2 separate regions of the Mus musculus genome follow, and region 1 is linked to region 2. Evidence: chromatin contacts called from public promoter capture Hi-C data. All regions are on one chromosome and are shown on one strand. Each heading gives the region's core, a stretch centred on a gene start, on an enhancer-like site or on the middle of the called end of the contact. The rest is flanking DNA. Distances are from core to core; before and after follow the strand shown.

Evidence for each region. Promoter capture Hi-C pulls out the DNA fragments that hold promoters and counts their contacts.
Region 1: a promoter capture Hi-C map of cranial neural crest shows a contact between it and region 2. The contact joins the enhancer-like site here to the promoter of 4930558K02Rik in region 2. A contact is called at or near these places in 9 of 39 promoter capture datasets (the C10 cell line, the HPC-7 cell line, cranial neural crest and 5 more), 1 of 15 datasets of contacts at CTCF or cohesin (the NIH/3T3 cell line), 2 of 484 Hi-C or Micro-C datasets (the F1.1 cell line and palatal mesenchyme), 5 of 115 datasets of contacts at active chromatin or transcription factors (craniofacial prominence, embryonic limb bud, fibro-adipogenic progenitors and 2 more) and 3 of 9 other capture datasets (adipose tissue, macrophages and pancreatic islet).

The regions. Positions count from the first base shown.
Region 1 is chr1:162,240,360-162,245,299 of GRCm38.p6, forward strand. All of the region lies in intron 13 of Dnm3 (dynamin 3), which reads right to left. Among named protein-coding and RNA genes, the nearest start is that of Mir214, 19 kb to the left of the region's middle. Within about 2 kb of position 2,817, at least 62 of the 459 cell types and tissues checked have an H3K27ac peak or open chromatin away from gene starts, as enhancers often do. A contact at or near this core is called in the NIH/3T3 cell line and palatal mesenchyme, where this site is marked.
Region 2 is chr1:161,977,829-161,982,373 of GRCm38.p6, forward strand. 4930558K02Rik (RIKEN cDNA 4930558K02 gene) reads right to left here and starts at 1,808. Exons shown (of 7, transcript NM_001204904.1): 1 at 1,658-1,808. The coding sequence starts at 1,678.

The sequences.
Region 1 (4,940 bases), core at 1,567-4,066, 260 kb after region 2:
AATGAAACGGAAGACAGGAGCAGTGTGAGGAGAAAGAGGGAGGGTTAAGAGGTAGAAGAACTATTTCCTGACTTGCTCTTCCAGTAAGAAAAAAGTGACTATTCACACTGGCACACCCAGAAAGAGGCACAGGGAAGTATTGTCCACACCTTTCTTTTCCTTTCCTTTGCCCCTGTTTTCTGTAGAAAATACCATCATGAGAGACAAGTTCAATAGAGTAAAGTGTTCAAAGATATATCTCATTTAAATGTCAGCTGAGCAGAGGTTTCTGGACACCTATAGAAGGACCAGGCACTGTACAGGGTGCCTTGAAGCCAAGTTCAGACCTAGGAAAGTCTTAACAGTGACTGACTTACTATGAAAAACAAAAAGGAGAGAGGTTTTAATGTCTGATGGACTAACCTCACAATTGAGGCAAAGCATACATAAAAATGCTTAATAGCCCAATTAAGATGCAACATGAAATATTTAAGGAAATGTCCTTTAGTTCAAGACTGGAACATCTGTCACCACTCTGAAGGACTTGGCTACGCAACACTTGTGTGTTTGGGTGTCCCTTCGTGGCTTTAACTTTCTAGGAAGTCAGAATATAACTCTGACCCCATTTCTAGGAACCCAAGGACAGTGACAACAGCCAGCATTTACTTCGTGCCAGGAACTGAGCTAACAAATCCACACATACTCTGATACTTCCTTTATTCCACACAATGATCTTAGAAGAAAGGTAATATGCTCCTTATGCGGCAGAGGAAGAGACAGAGTTCTGGTTCCTTCCTGATGGCCATGCCCATGCTACTAACCAACTACTAACCAGCTACTAACCAGCAGACCTCCCTTGCAGGGCCTGTACGATGTGTGCCATTTTGTTCTACTTGGAAAGATATATTTTTAACATGTCACTGAAATATACTCTCCCAGCTAGTTCAGCCTCGGAGCCACAGCATAGATGAAGATGTTGGCTACAGTATGGATTTTTAACAACAGTAGCAACAAACAGTCATCAAAAGCACACGGAGCTGTCAGGGAAAGCATCTATTTCCATCATTGCTACCTGGGTGGCACTGGGTTTCCTTGACCTGTGTTTACCTTGTATATAACCTGGAATAATAATACCTACAGCATACAGCTGTTGTGAGACTCATGTGAGTCAGTGTGTGATAAGGAGTTAGATAACCACCTACTAACAATATACGCTGTATGTATGAAGTTGCTTCCGTTGCCTTCGTTAATGGAAAGAATAGAAAGAAGCAATTGTATTGTAATTATAAACTGGTGATCAGATATAAAATTGTTTTTCTTTGTTCTTCAGTTTCCCTACGTCTCCCCATCTACTTTCCAATAATATGAATAATATTAAAATCTAAGCTGACATCTGTTATTGCTTGTTTAGTGCAGGGCTTGTCTTGAAGTCCTTTTTAGGATGCAATGAACAAAGTATGTCAAAAAAAATGATGCAGGATTAAAAATAACCTGACGGTAGAAATAAACCCAATCGCACAACATAAAAAGAAAGGGTCCCCGGGGTTCATCACTGGGTAAGTCCCAGGATGAAGGCAGCTTGACTGTGTTAGGTACAGATCTAACTTGATTGACTGTAAACATACTAATCCAATGCAGTCAAAGCTGGCTGGGGAGAAGGAACCAATTGCAAGCTTGTCAGCTCGCCTTTTCATGTGAACACCCCCAGCTGCCAGCAGGATAACACTTAAAACACGCAAAACCTTACTGACCTCTACTTCACTGCAGGGATGTAAATTTCCATTGTAAATAGGTAAATGAAGCTCACCTTCAGGCAGAAACCCAAGTGGCTATTCCACAGGATAATCTCACCTGCTGAGGGAAGCAACCCTCCCCATTTTTGTTTTCTGGAATGCCCTCATCTCCAACCCACCGGTCCACTCTGCCCTGTGGAGGTATCTGACACTCCTGCGGATTTTCCCGGGTCAGGAGGTATTATTTTTCAACCTCATAGGCTCACTCAGCTTTTGCATTATCTAGATTCATAGTTGCAGCTGGAGAGTCTTCCTTTCTTGCTAGTCTGGGGAGCTCATTTTGGCATCACTTCTGCCCCAGGCACTGCTGTTCGAAGCTGCTTCCTCTCATATTTTACCCAGCTCACCCTCTCTGAGATCCGGGCCATTGACTGTGATGAAAATCACGGCTCCACTTTCCTTCATGTGTTTTCCTCCCCCAAGTATCTTCTCCATGTGCCGAGCTCCCTTTGAAGTTGTTGGGCCCTCAATGTGGAAGAGATTCCACGTGACACAAAACAGAGTGGGAACCACGCCTAGCATCTATTTCTCTACATTTGAAGACAAAGCCACATATGCACAGAGGAGCAAGGATGCTCAAAATTGGCAGGGCCTGAATGAAGTGTGGTCATTTTACTAAAAAAAGTCCAGAAGAAAAGAAAAGAAAAATTAACTTAGCAGAGAGGAAATTAGTTAATAGTCAACCAGTTAGCACCTTATATGTGTTAGCATGAACATGGCAAACTCAAGAATAAGCTGAAATAATAATAATGAAATAGAAAAACTGGCCCAATTCTTGGCCTTAATGAGGCACTTTCAGATAAACGAGGGAACAGACAGCAAGCATGCATGAATGTACATTAAACTCACAACTGCTGAAGGTCCTTTAAACGAATGGTGATCATGTGGATCATTAGAGAAAGTACTCGTGAGGCTTTTAGAACATTCGCTAAAATCTGAGGGGAGTTAAGAGAACATGGGGTTTGGGATGGCACACAGTGTGGCCATCAAGCAAGAAGGGGTCGTGTGTATGATGAGCCAGCAGAGTGAGCTGGCTACGCTTGACTCTGCGACTCATGTGAAAAACATGTGGTTTGTATCCTTTGAGGTGCTTTTAAAGGAAAGCAGTCATGTAAGATTTACTTCACATAAAAGCTCCCCTTTCAGCTCCAGTTTGGTGAAGAGATTACAGAAAAGGAGCAAGGAGAGCAGGAGACAGAGAGAACTGAGTGCTGCAGAGCCCAGAGCAACAGAGGGTGATAACTTTGACAGGCACATTGGGAATTAGACATATGGGGATGTAGACAGATCAGAGGAATGTTTGGGGAGAAAAATCAGTATGGCAATGATGAATTAGATAGGCAGGATGAGAGAGGGTGAGGTGTCAGGGATGGCTCCCAGAGGTTCAGTCTGTGAAACTGAGCAGACCCGGGAGGCACATCCACAGAGGGAGAGGAGTGTATTTGGAGAAGGGATGAGTCAAGAGTTCTGTCTTGACATGTCCCAGTAGGAATGTGTAGTACAGAATGGCTGTAACATGGACCAGAGGAGGGCTCCAGACTTGTGTGCCATTGGTTTGTTGATGTGAATAAACTGTAGGTGTCAGGGGAGGGTGGGGAAAGTAAAACAGGAGTCTGGACCAGAGGATGGCCCTGGTCTGAGCCTTTGGGACAGGAAGTATGCTGGTTAAAGAAGAGGAATGTGTGAGGGAGGGGAGGCTGGGAGGGTGAGGGAAAACAGAGAATACTGCACACGCCAAAGCCGGCTGGAAGAGAATGCTTTGCTGAAGGTATCAAAAAGTCCAGTGTCACTGTGAGAGAAAGTCAAATGAAAAGAAAACATTTCCACTGCTTTGGGTAACACAGAAGCTGTCAAAGAGATGATATCTAATCTAGTAGGCATCAGCCCGGGCAATCATGGGCAAAGGGTCACAGGAGCCAAGGGTACTGGCAGCCCCTGCTGTGTCTGCCCTCTATCCTTTAATTTCTGCACAGAGGGAAGAGATTCTGAGACAGGACTTAGTGTCTCTAGTGGCAGCAAGGACACATTAGGACTGATATAAAAGCATTCAGCGGAAGAACCATGTGTTCTGCTAACATGTTGACCATGCCACACGTGCTAATGTTTCTGTGCCCTGATGGAGCAGGCAGACAGAGGGGTAAGCAATAGAGCTGACTTTTGCCCATACTTCTGCAGTTACATATAGTAAGTCAGTTTCATCCCAATATCCTCTCTCTCTCCCCTCCCCTTCCCCTCCCCTCCCCCTTTTCAAATTAATTCTTGTAGAGTTTGATACAACCTGTTTTGACCACATCATGGGTTTTAAAAGAAGTTCCTGGAAATGGTGGTCCCTACAGGCAAGGAACAAGATGAGTTGTCAGACAGTCAGGTGGAACTCAGACATTAATTGATTAATATTAAGGAATGTGAAATTGCCAACAAAGCCTAAGGGCAAGCGAGGGCTGCTAGGACAGCTACAGAAACCTATGTATCCTACAGTACCTCGGAAGAGCACAGATCTCTTAGGAATTTTCAGGGAATCCAGGTATCAGATGAATACTAGCAGCCATACCTGCCTACATACCATGCATTCATGATGATGAATGATGATAATGTCCCATCGAGGACACTGGTACTCCAAGGGAAATATATCAGTTAATCTAGTGTGGAATTTCGATTTTTCATTTCTTCCAATTTAAGATTAGCGATCTTAATTTCTCATGTTTTAGGGATTAAATGATCTATGAATTGTGTCAGTGTAGGTTGTTAAAACATTGTAGTGGCTATTCCTGGTTGTCAACTTGACTATATTGGAAATGAACTACAATCCAGAATTGGAAGGCTCACTCACCAGTGACCCTAATCTGGAGGCTGGGAGATAGAAGTTTCTGACCTGGATCTTGGTATGGAGATCTTGAAGCCTAGTGGCTACGGACTCCAGATGATTAAGACAGGGAGAACTCCAAGTTCAAGGTCATCTGGGATTAAAGGTGTGGTGGAACACACCTTTTTTTTTTTTTTTTTTTTTTTACTGTTTTAAATATGGTTCTTTTTTTTTTCTTTCCATTTTTTTATTAGGTATTTAGCTCATTTACATTTCCAATGCTATACCAAAAGTCCCCCATGCCCACCCACCCCCACTCCCCTACCCGCCCACTCCCCCTTTTTGGCCCTGGCGTTCCCCTGTTC
Region 2 (4,545 bases), core at 558-3,057:
GAGAGCCTGAAAGATTAGCTTTCAGCAGTGTACAGCAGTTCAAAATGGTACTTTTAAAAAAACGTGCGGGGGCAGACCCTCCTCGGCGTCTTCTTGGTGTCTGTCTTTCACATTTCAAAGGCTCAATGATGACTTCCTTGCATTTGTTCATGGCTGACAGGCATGAGTTTCATTGAAGTTGCTATTGGAGTCTGAAAACTGCATCTGTTCTAAAGTACCCTGAAACCTGATTAAAAACAGTATGGAAGTGGCAGCGCGGGGTTTTACCCCAACAGTAGCCGGCCACCTGTTGATTGCCTTAGCTTTTGTTTGATCTTAAGGTATTGATGATATTGAAACATAACAGAGGCTTCCAGTGTTAGGCTTCAGCATCTGTGAGAACAGCAGGTGTATTGGATGGTGTGAAGGCAGCTGGTTGTGCCCTTCCGGTGCTGGGTGCATTTCATGGGGCAATGGTCTAAGTTCATGGTGGTTTCCCCACACAGAGACTCCAGTTAAAATACAGGGAGTGCAGAATTGGTTTGCTTTTCAGTCATCTGTGTGTGTGTGTGCTGCACGTGTATGAGGCCAAGGCTCAATGTTGGCTGTCTTTTTCTCTCTCACACATTTTTATTTTATTTTTGGTTTTGGTTTTCTGTAGACCAGGCTGGCCTGGAACTCAGAGATTCTCCTCCTCTGCTTCCTGAGCACTGGGATTAAAGGTATGTGCCACCACCACTTTTTGGCTCTCACCTTCTTTTAAAGCAGGGTTCTCACCGATCTAGAGATTACTCGTTGGCTGGCCTGGCTGGCCTGCAAGATCCAGAGGTATTGCTGTTGCTGGTTCCTTCGTGCTGGGATTCTGGCCTTTTTTTTTTTTACCTGGGTTGTGAGGACTGGAAGTATGGTGGTCATGTTTACACAGCATCTCTCCTAGCCTCTGTTTTTTAGCAATCTTAACTCCCTGTGTGGTTCATCTAAAAACTGGATTTATAGTTGGGCAAGCATCCATCCTTATTTCTATCATCCTTATTTGTTGAGTTATAAGATACATATTGGCAAGGACAATATTATTTTCAGGCCATGAAAAGAAGGAGTGAGCCTTGGGGTCTATAACACTCATTAAAATGTCCTAGTCTGTACACACATAGCAGTGTTTTCCTCCTAGTCTTTGTTATGGTTTGAACAAGAAGTGTCCCTGCAGGCTCATGTGGGGATCCCATGCCTGGATGTCAGCTGGAATCTGAAGAAGTAATTGGACCTTGAGCTAATCCTTGATAGGTTCATAATTGATGGCCTTATTAGAAGGCGATGAATAGTAGGAGGGAGGGAATCGTGGGACATGCCATGGAAAGACATATGCTGCTACCTGTTCCTTCTCTTTGCCTCCTGGCCTCCACATTGGAAGATGAAAGTTGGAATAAAGAATTAATGAGTTAGCTGAGGAAGTGTATCTTATGAAACACCTACATACTATTAACAGTATAGACACATTAACAAGCCTTAGCATAGTTTAATGCTATCCTGCCTCAACTCAGGCCCAGAGCAATGGGTTCACCCAAGCTTGGACTGAAATCCTTTTTGTGTTTGCATATATGTTTCCAGAGGTTGACATACATTTATTTAGTGGTGAAACTCCAGAAGAACTATTGCTATTAGAAGTTCTAATTTTTCCTACCTTTAGCTCTCTTTTTTCCATCTCTCAGGTGTTCTCAGTTTTTTGAGCTGGGAACTGGAGAACACAGATACCTCTTTGTGCTGTCAAGGGGAGACTGCTACAGTACCTCTTGGTTAGGCACCAAAGCAGGTGGGAGACCCCTCCATACTTTCAACACCAGGATGCCTGTCTCCAACAGGCACTTGAATGACTTAGAATCTTGCAGCATGCATTAGGAATGAGAACTTTGGGTTTTGATTGGCTGGAATGCATCCCATTGTTCCTTTGTCCGAAGTCACAATTGCTACCTTCTAGAACATTAGGTCAAGGTTGGAACAAATGGATTAATGCTGGTCAAGAGCTCAGCTAGCTGCATCAGCACTTGAATCATTAATACTTTTTCCCTAGGAAGATGACCAAACCTTTTCTCTTATCATAACAATATGTGATAACTGCTTATTTGGTTATTTTGCAAGCTGCTTCTTATTCTATTGCTTCTCTGGTGCTCCTGCTGACTAAGATACTATTATAAATCCCAGCAACATCTAATACATAATGAGATGACTATGCAAGGAATAGTGTGGTTTTTAAAAGAATCTCTGACTCCTCTTGACTATCCTGAGTTATAGTTGATCTTGAAGACTGTCCTTTTGTCCATCCTGAATTATAGTCGATCTTGAAGACTGTAATACCTTTCCTCCTCTGTCACACATGGAGGATGAAGGGAGCTGTGAGGACAGAAAGCTAGAGATGGTTGAGGGAGAGTATATTATGAAGGAAATGAAAACCATATGCAGTAACCACAGGCCAGTGTATCATCATAGCATTTGCTTTTATTCCAGCTTCTTCTCTTTCCACCACAGACTCCCTGCTTTTTTCTTCTGTCTATAAAATAAGAGAACACACTTCAGGAGACTCAGGCCATTTCATTTTGATACAGTTGGAATTTTACTTTCTTCTCGTTCACTAGGTCAATTCCAATTCCAATTCCAATGTCCAAATTACGTAGATATCAGGTAAAAGTAAGTGTGCATTTCAATTTTGGACAAAGTGAAAAAAATACCAAGGACTTGAAGAAAGTTAGAAGCAAAAGCTTGCTTGCACTGGCAACACTTGGCTTTGCAAAGGGTTATAAATTAACCGTGGACTATTTATTGTGCCTGCAGGTGTAAGGATTTATCTAGTAAAGGATACTGTAAAATTCATGGGACTGGAAAGATGGTTCAGTGTCCAACAGTATTTGCTGTAGGAACACGAGAACATGAGGTCCTATCTCAGCACCCATGTAAAGAGCCGAGTATGGTCACATGCTTGTGTGGAACTTCAGTGCCGTGTAGAGCAGAGAGAGGAGGAGCCTCCAGCCTTGTTGGCCACCAGCCTAGCTCCAAGTTCAGTGAGAAACTCTGACTGAAAGGAATAAGGTGGAGAGTGATAGGACGGGATATTAGGATGTCCTCTGGCCTCTGAGAGTTCACACACAGATGCTACACATACATACACACATACACACACACATAATTATCAAATGATGTAAGGGAAAGGCAAAAGGAGCAGTGTCTATATTATTTCACACCAGTTCAGTCACCCTGGGTTACGGGAAAGCCAGCGGAATGCCTTGGTTTACAGTCTTCAACTTCTTTGCCAGTAACCCTGTTCATTAAGCAACCTTGGATACAGCAGAAGGCAGGTAACCCAGGGTGTGCAACTTGAAACCCGAGAATCTGGCTTACATTTTCCAGTGGAGAATTTAATTCTTAAAAAAATGATCTAAGTGGTTTTCGCGGTCCAAAGAAGATGGTTTTAATGATGGGGTCTTCTCTTTAGAATGAGGAGGCCCTGCCCAGGTTGTCTGCATGGCTTTGCCGGGACCCCCCCCCCAGGTCAAGTGTAAATGGGACCCTAGTGAAGTGAACGGAACAGAGTCCTAGAGACTAATTCACTCTCTCGATGTGTAGTGTCCTATTTTAGAGCAAAATGAGGCATTTTCACAAGGGCCCCCACCCGAGAAGAAACAGCTACTTTTCAATCCAAACTCTGTCCAGTACATCTCTAAAATAGAAAATCACAAATTAAATAAAAAGCTATTGGCAAAGCTGCCACACAGCTGGCAGAACACACTCCATTACTTTAAAAGTAAGCATTCTATTTGTATTAATTTCCTTCGGGTGGAGGGAACAGTAAAAAAAAAAATACTATGGCCTAAAATTTTAATATTGTTATTATTATTTTAAGGACCGACACATTAAAAAGTTTTCTCTTCCCTCAAGCATCTACTTATCCACTTTCTTGGGAACTTTACCGACATCTTGAAGAAATTGCCTGAGGTGCCCACCTTTCTGTTCTTTATCACGCATGTATTTTAAGCACTAGTTTTCTTCTTACCCCTAATTTGTCAGACAGAATATGTGAGCTTATGTGTTTCTTCTGTAATATTCTATGTTTTTTAAATCTTCTATATTAGCTTTTGGAAAATAATAACATATTTTGGTGCAATAACAACTATTGATAAGATTTTTGAAGGCAGGTTGAAATGATTCAGACTTCTGTGTCCTTTTTAGATTCTAGATGTTCATTCTCTCTCTCTCTCTCTCTCTCTCTCTCTCTCTCTCTCTCTCTCTCTGTATTCTGTTGAAAGAAATTTCACTAGCTTATTGTTCAATTCAGTACAGTATCATTCTCGGTCAAAGAGTATCTGAAATCACAGTGGTCTAATAATGTAAATATTTCCTTTTCAGCTCCTAATATATGAAACTATACATTTTTCAGGAGCTGTGTATGGTGTTACATGCTAACTTCAGCACTTAGTGGGTGGGTACAGGATCAGGAGTTCAAGGTCAGACTTGGCTACATGAAACCCTGTCTTAAAATATTCATTAGAAAAAAAAGAAAGGCTAGACAAATGTGTTTCA